Linked DNA regions of Macaca mulatta: region 1 is linked to region 2. The links are chromatin contacts, called in public Hi-C maps. All regions are on one chromosome and are shown on one strand. Each heading gives the region's core, a stretch centred on a gene start, on an enhancer-like site or on the middle of the called end of the contact. The rest is flanking DNA. Distances are from core to core; before and after follow the strand shown. Region 1 holds the start of KATNA1 (katanin catalytic subunit A1). Region 2 holds the start of GINM1 (glycosylated integral membrane protein 1).

Region 1 (3,066 bases), core at 208-2,707, 94 kb after region 2:
TCACAAGGTCAGGAAATCGAGACCAGCCTGGCCAAGATGGTGAAACCCCATCTCTACTAAAATACAAAAAGTTTGCCAGGCGTGGTGGAGCGCGCCTGTAGTCCCAGCTACTTGGGAGGCTGAGGCAGGAGAATCCCTTGAACCCGGGAGGCGGAGCTTGCAGTGAGCCGAGGTCGCGCCACTGCACTCCAGCCTGGCGACAGACCAAGACTCTGTCTCAAAAAAAAAAAAAAAAAAGAACAAAAACCAGCTCCTTTGGAAAAGAAAGCAGGGCTTTATATTGAGACATTTAAGCCCGTAAAAATATTTCAAGAATCTGTCTTAACATCTACTAAGGTGACTATCATTGTGACTACGTGACAAAGATCTACTGCACCCATTCTAAAACATCGGGAATGTTTTCAGCAATAACTAAACGTCTAATTTCAAAGAGGAAGCCGTAAATTAGTGCTTTCAAGAGAAAAGAGCATCACTGTGCTGTTGGAAGTTAGTAACTAATATAAAAGCGACCCTTCGCGGTTATAGCAGGAAACTATTTTTGATTAAATAAGAGCTTGAGATTATCCACCATAAGGCACTTCAGGATCTACGTCTGTCTCTAACTTTGTCATCACATTTACATGAAACTAATGTTTCGAGGGAAAACTTTTCTAAAAGGTACCAACTCTAAACCAAAAGGCCCACAGGCCTTCCAGAGGACGCCACGCTCTAGAATAAATAAGAAATAACATCCCCAACAATATCACTCTAACCTAACAAATTTTAAGGAGAGTTGCCTCCCAATGTCATGGCCATCGGGGTTTTTACCTGTGAGGGTTTCGGGGTGGGGGGCGTGAACCGGTTCCGGAGAGAACCAGTTAAAAAAGCGAAGGACTAAACACTCTCGGCTGGTGACTTCGCTAACGACACAGACCAAAAGACGGGATCGACAAGAGCCCCCGAAAAGTCCCCCGCCGGACAGGATTCCTCAGGTAGGGGGACTGTCACCTAAGCCAAGTTGTCGGGGACAACAGCAAGGACCTAAGACCTCAGGCAGGCTCACGGAGGGTTGCGCTGCGGGTTCTCGCTGCGGGCCTCCCGAGTCCCTCACCCACCCGGCCCTGGAAAATCCGGGGTCCCCAGAGCACCGCCAGAGTGAAAACTCACCTGCGGCGGCCCAAGCTCCTCGGGAAACCGCCCAACGCCAGGCACAGAGTATTGGCCGAGTGGAGGTCCCGGCAGCGAGGAAGGAGGGCCTGACCCAGTCCAGCCCACCTTGCTCTCCGCTCACGGCCCCAGTACTGCCCAGTTCAATCGTCACCACCACCTGCCGGCGCGGCTTCTGCTCGCCGAGAATTTGAAGACAAACCCTCCAGGGTCACTTCCGGTGCCGGGGACGACCTCAGCGACTCCGGCGCACGCGGGGCAACACCCCGGGAGCGAGGACGCTGGGCTGCAGCGGCGGAAGAGGGTGTGGCCGGGCTCGGGGGCGCGCGTGCGCAGTCTGGCGCCTCCTCCCGGCGGACGCGGCGGCGGCGACCACGGATAGTATAGACCTTGGTATAGATGGTATTATAGTACTACATCGCGCGCCTCTGTACCTTGTTCAGGTGCTTGCCCACTTTCCCTCCCATTTGATTTTCACCACACTCACACACACACCGAGGTCAGGTGTCTATTTTAGAGGTGAATGTCCAGGATCAAGCAATTCGTTTATGACAAATCCTGTTTTAGAACCTAGTATTCAGAATTCCCCAGCTGGGCTCCGTGTCATGACATAACAATAGGGAGGGGGTAAACAAAGATTCTCGGACACACTGCTAGTGGGATTTTATTGATTTTTTTTTTTTTTTTTTTTTTTTTGGTCACCGTTTTAATACGATGAGACAAGGAAAATGATGCTATTTCATGATTTACACGTATGTACTCCACAGGGCTTCCTCCAGTCTCAATCATCCTCTGCCATCACTTGAGGCAGAATAGGGCACTTATCACACATTCCTTTAAAAATGCAAGGTAAGTAAGTTTCAAACATTAAAACATCCCAACTGGGCACAATGGCTCATCCCTGTAATCCCAGCACTTTGGGAGGCTGAGGCGGGAGGATACCTTGAGCCAGGAGTTCAAGACCAGCCTGAGCAACATAGTGAGACCCCTGTCTCTACAAAAAGTACAAAAATTGTCTGAACATGGTGGCACACGCCTGTAGTCCCAACCACTCAGGAGACTGACACAAGAGGATCACTTGAGCCCAGGAGTTGGAGGCTGCAGTGGGCCATGATGGCACCATTGCACTCCAGTCTGGGAGACAAAGTGAGGCCCTATCTCTAAAAAGAATAAAAGCACCCCAGTCATCTAACATAGACATGTAAAAGCAATTCAGGGGAAATACATCCATTCAGTCAACAAATGTTTACTTAGCAACTACTATGTGTGAGACAGTGTTGGCACTGGATATACAGTGGTCACAAAATAGAATGTTTCATGGGGCTTAAAGTCTTGTAACATTCTCAACTGAGTAGAGAATAATAGTTTCACTGTAGTAAATATGAACTCTATTGTAATAGGGAACAGGAAACTATATTTAGTATATATTTTTGGAATCAAAACCAATTCAGGGAGGTACAGATTAATTACCCTAATTCAACCTTCATCTTTTATATGAGTTCAAAGGTATGGTTTGAATTTATAAAGCCAATTTACAGTTTAAAAACTTCTCAAAGGCCACAATATTAATACACATTGTATGATTCCATTTATACGAAATTCTAGGCCAGGCACGGTGACTCACACCTGTAATCCCAGCACTTTGGGAGGCCGAGACAGGAGGGTCACTTGAGGTCAGGCGTTTGAGACCAGCCTGGCCAACATAGTGAAGCCCCATCTCTACTAAAAATACAAATATTAGCTGGGCCTGGTGGCGCACACCTGTAATCCCAGCTACTTGAGTGGCTGAGGCACTCCAGCCTGGGTGACAGAGCAAGACTGTCTCAAAAAAAAAATTCCACAACAGGCAAAACTAATCTATAGTAATAGCTGATCAGTAGTTGGCTGCCTGAGGCTCTATTCAGGAGGTGGGGGAGAAGA
Region 2 (2,880 bases), core at 295-2,794:
TCTGACTTCCAGATTCTTTTTTTTTTTTTGAGACGGAGTCTTACTCCATCGCGCAAGCTAGAGTGCAATAGCGCGATCTTGGCTCACTGCAACCTCTGCCTCCCGGATTCAAGCGATTCTCCTGCCTCAGCCTCCCTAGCAGCTGGAATTACAGGTGCGTGCCATTATGCCTGGCTAATTTTTGTATTTTTAGTAAAGATGGGGTTCCACCAAGTTGGCCAGGGTGTTCTCGAACTCCTGACCTCAAGTGATCCACCCGCCTCGGCCTTCCAAAGTGTTGGGATTACAGGCATGAGCCACTGCGCTCGGCTTCTAGATTCCTTTTTTTTTTTTTTTTTTTAAATAGACTCGGGCGATCCTCTTGCCTGTGTTTGCTGCATAGCTGGGACTACAGGCACAAACTACCACGTCCATCTCCAAATTCATTTTTAATTTCAGCAGTAGGAAAAAAGTGAAAAGGCCAAGTTTGCAGATGGAACCCAGAAGTGGGTGGGGCTTCGCTGTGAAATCTCTTGTAGCTTAACAGTGGCGTGGGGAATCTCAGAGTAAGCCCGGAGTTAGTTGAAAGGAGTCTTCAGCCAAAACTTTTATAACTTATTCTGGCGGGGGGAGGGGAAGCAGGCAAGTGGCAGGAGGGTGTTAAAAGGAGTAAAGGGGGCTCAAAGAGAGAAGCAGATTCTTGTTTCCCTTTTCATGTCAAAAGTTTTATTTCAAAGGAAGACTAAATATTTCTCTTATTCTGCCTGAATGGCCAAGTTTCCAAGTTTTTCTCAATCAACATGCAATCCTGTTAATCTAAAATGCTTGAATTTCTTGCTACTCTCTGCTTTACAGGGTTCCGTAACTTTTTTTTTTTTAATCTGAAAAGTGGAAGAAAAGTCTAACACTTTCACTTTAGAGTTACGATACTGACCAAAAAGGCGCTGAGCGCCCAGGTGTGCTGGCTTCCAGCTGAGCGCTGTCCCTGCGCCGCCTCCAGGGGTCGGCGGAATGCTGAACGATAAGCGTGGCGCATCCTCAACCTTGGCCCCACAATGAATCAATCACCCAAGAAAATTTAAAAACCACCAGGGCCCGAGCCGCAGCCCAGGCTGGAAAGTGCTGTGTTCAGGGAGACCCCAGTACTTTTTAAAGCTTTCCGGGAGAGTCCCACGTGCACCCAAGGGTGGGAAATTACCCACTTAATAAAAATTTCCCCTCTAAATGCGATGTTTCATTTTTAATGTACAACAGTTTTCTGAAATATTTCCATTGTTTTCATCGTATAGGTACATGTACATGTACACACCAAGACACATGCATGTGTATATATACTAATTTTTAAAATAATGGCTACGAGAATATTTGCATTGCTCAAGTTGGAGTCCTGTCCAATCCTGAGGGCGGGTCTAATGAGGGGCCGTACCTTCCAAGACTTCACTCCGCCCCTGGACGCCGCGCGGCGCTGCGCGTGCGCAAACGCTTTTCCCCGGCGAGCCGGATCTCGGAGTCTCCCAGTGCCTTCCGTGGCCTCCCTGGAAGGGGACAGCCCGCCCCGCCCCGCCCCGCCCCGCCCCGCCCCGCCCGCCGAAGCTCCGCCCCTCCCGCGGGCCGGCTCCGCCCTCACCTCCCGGCCGCCGCTGCACTCTGCCCCGGTTGTCCAAGATGGAGGGCGCTCCACCGGGGCCGCTCGCCCTCCGGCTGCTGCTGTTCGTGGCGCTACCCGCCGCCGGGTGGCTGACGACGGGCGCCCCCGAGCCGCCGCCGCTGTCCGGAGCCCCACAGGTAGGGCAGGGCGGACCCGGCTGGCCGCTTTACGACTCCGACCCTCCGGGAGGCCCGGGCAGTCCACAATGACGCTTTCCACATCCCACCGGTGGGCAGGGGCGGGGGTCCGGGCCCCCGAAGGAGGTGTGGGGAGAAGCACCCCAGGAAATTGGGGCGGCGTGGGAGGCCGAGGTAAGAGGGAAGGGACCTACTGGGGCTGCGTCGCTGTGAGTGAGCCTGGAGCCACCCCACACTGACTCTCCGGCGGCCCAAGCCGGCGCGCGACCTGACGGGGCTTTGCCGTCGAAGCGCGCGATTGCCGGTGATCGCGGGCCTTCGTAATGGCGCCTTCCCGGGGTAGAGCCGGCGCTTGGGCAGGGAATGTTTGCGTGCTCGGGAAGTGTGGAAGTTGCCCACTTCGCGCGTTTCCAGGCCACCTGTGCCTGCTCGGCCTGCGATCGCGAGGGCCCGCGGTCCCGAGGCTGCGGGGCTCCGCTGGGCTGAGGTGGGCAGAGGCAGAGACCCGGCCCTCGCGCGACGTAGTGTTTTTGTCGGATGTTGGAGGAGAAGTTCTCACGGCGGGGCGCGATCGGCGGCGTCGGCATCCGCTGGGAACTCAGCCCGTCCTCTGGGGGCGGGGCCCAGCAGTCCGGGTTGGCGAGTCCTACAGGTGCTTCTGATGCCGGCTGAGGTGGGAGAATCGAGGCATCCTAACATTGAAACGTGGCTGATGCTCACCATTTCTGCCGTAGAGTCGTGCCTACCTAGGCCAGTATCAGCCTTTTTTTCAGTAGAATGGTAGGGAAAAGTTTGAATATTTTAAAGTGCAAGTTTTCTGAGAATGACAAGAGACTATGTCGGTACACCTTATCTTACTCCTCAAGACTTGAATACGAACACTCTAAATATAAAGGTGAAGGGCACGGTAAATGTCACTTTGACCAACAAGGTGAAACCGCGTCTCTACTAAAAATAGAAAAATTAGCCGGGCGTGGTGGCAGGTGCCTGTAGTCCCAGCTACTCGGGAGGCTGAGACAGGAAAATTGCTTTAACCCAGGAGGCAGAGGTTGCAGTGAGCCAAGATCGTGCCACTACACTCCAGCTTGGGTGACTGAGCGAGACTCCGTCTCAAAC

The links. Hi-C and Micro-C count contacts between places; a contact is called where the count stands out from the background.
Region 1: a Hi-C map of fetal cortex germinal zone shows a contact between it and region 2, with 2.2 times the contacts expected there. The contact joins the promoter of KATNA1 here to the promoter of GINM1 in region 2. A contact is called at or near these places in 2 of 14 Hi-C or Micro-C datasets (cortical neurons and fetal cortex germinal zone).

What each region holds. Positions count from the first base shown.
Region 1 is chr4:68,157,351-68,160,416 of T2T-MMU8v2.0, forward strand. KATNA1 (katanin catalytic subunit A1) reads right to left here and starts at 1,458. Exons shown (of 10, transcript XM_028847201.2): 1 at 1,147-1,458.
Region 2 is chr4:68,063,736-68,066,615 of T2T-MMU8v2.0, forward strand. It overlaps GINM1 (glycosylated integral membrane protein 1), which reads left to right and starts at 1,545. Exons shown (of 8, transcript NM_001193728.2): 1 at 1,545-1,764. The coding sequence starts at 1,645.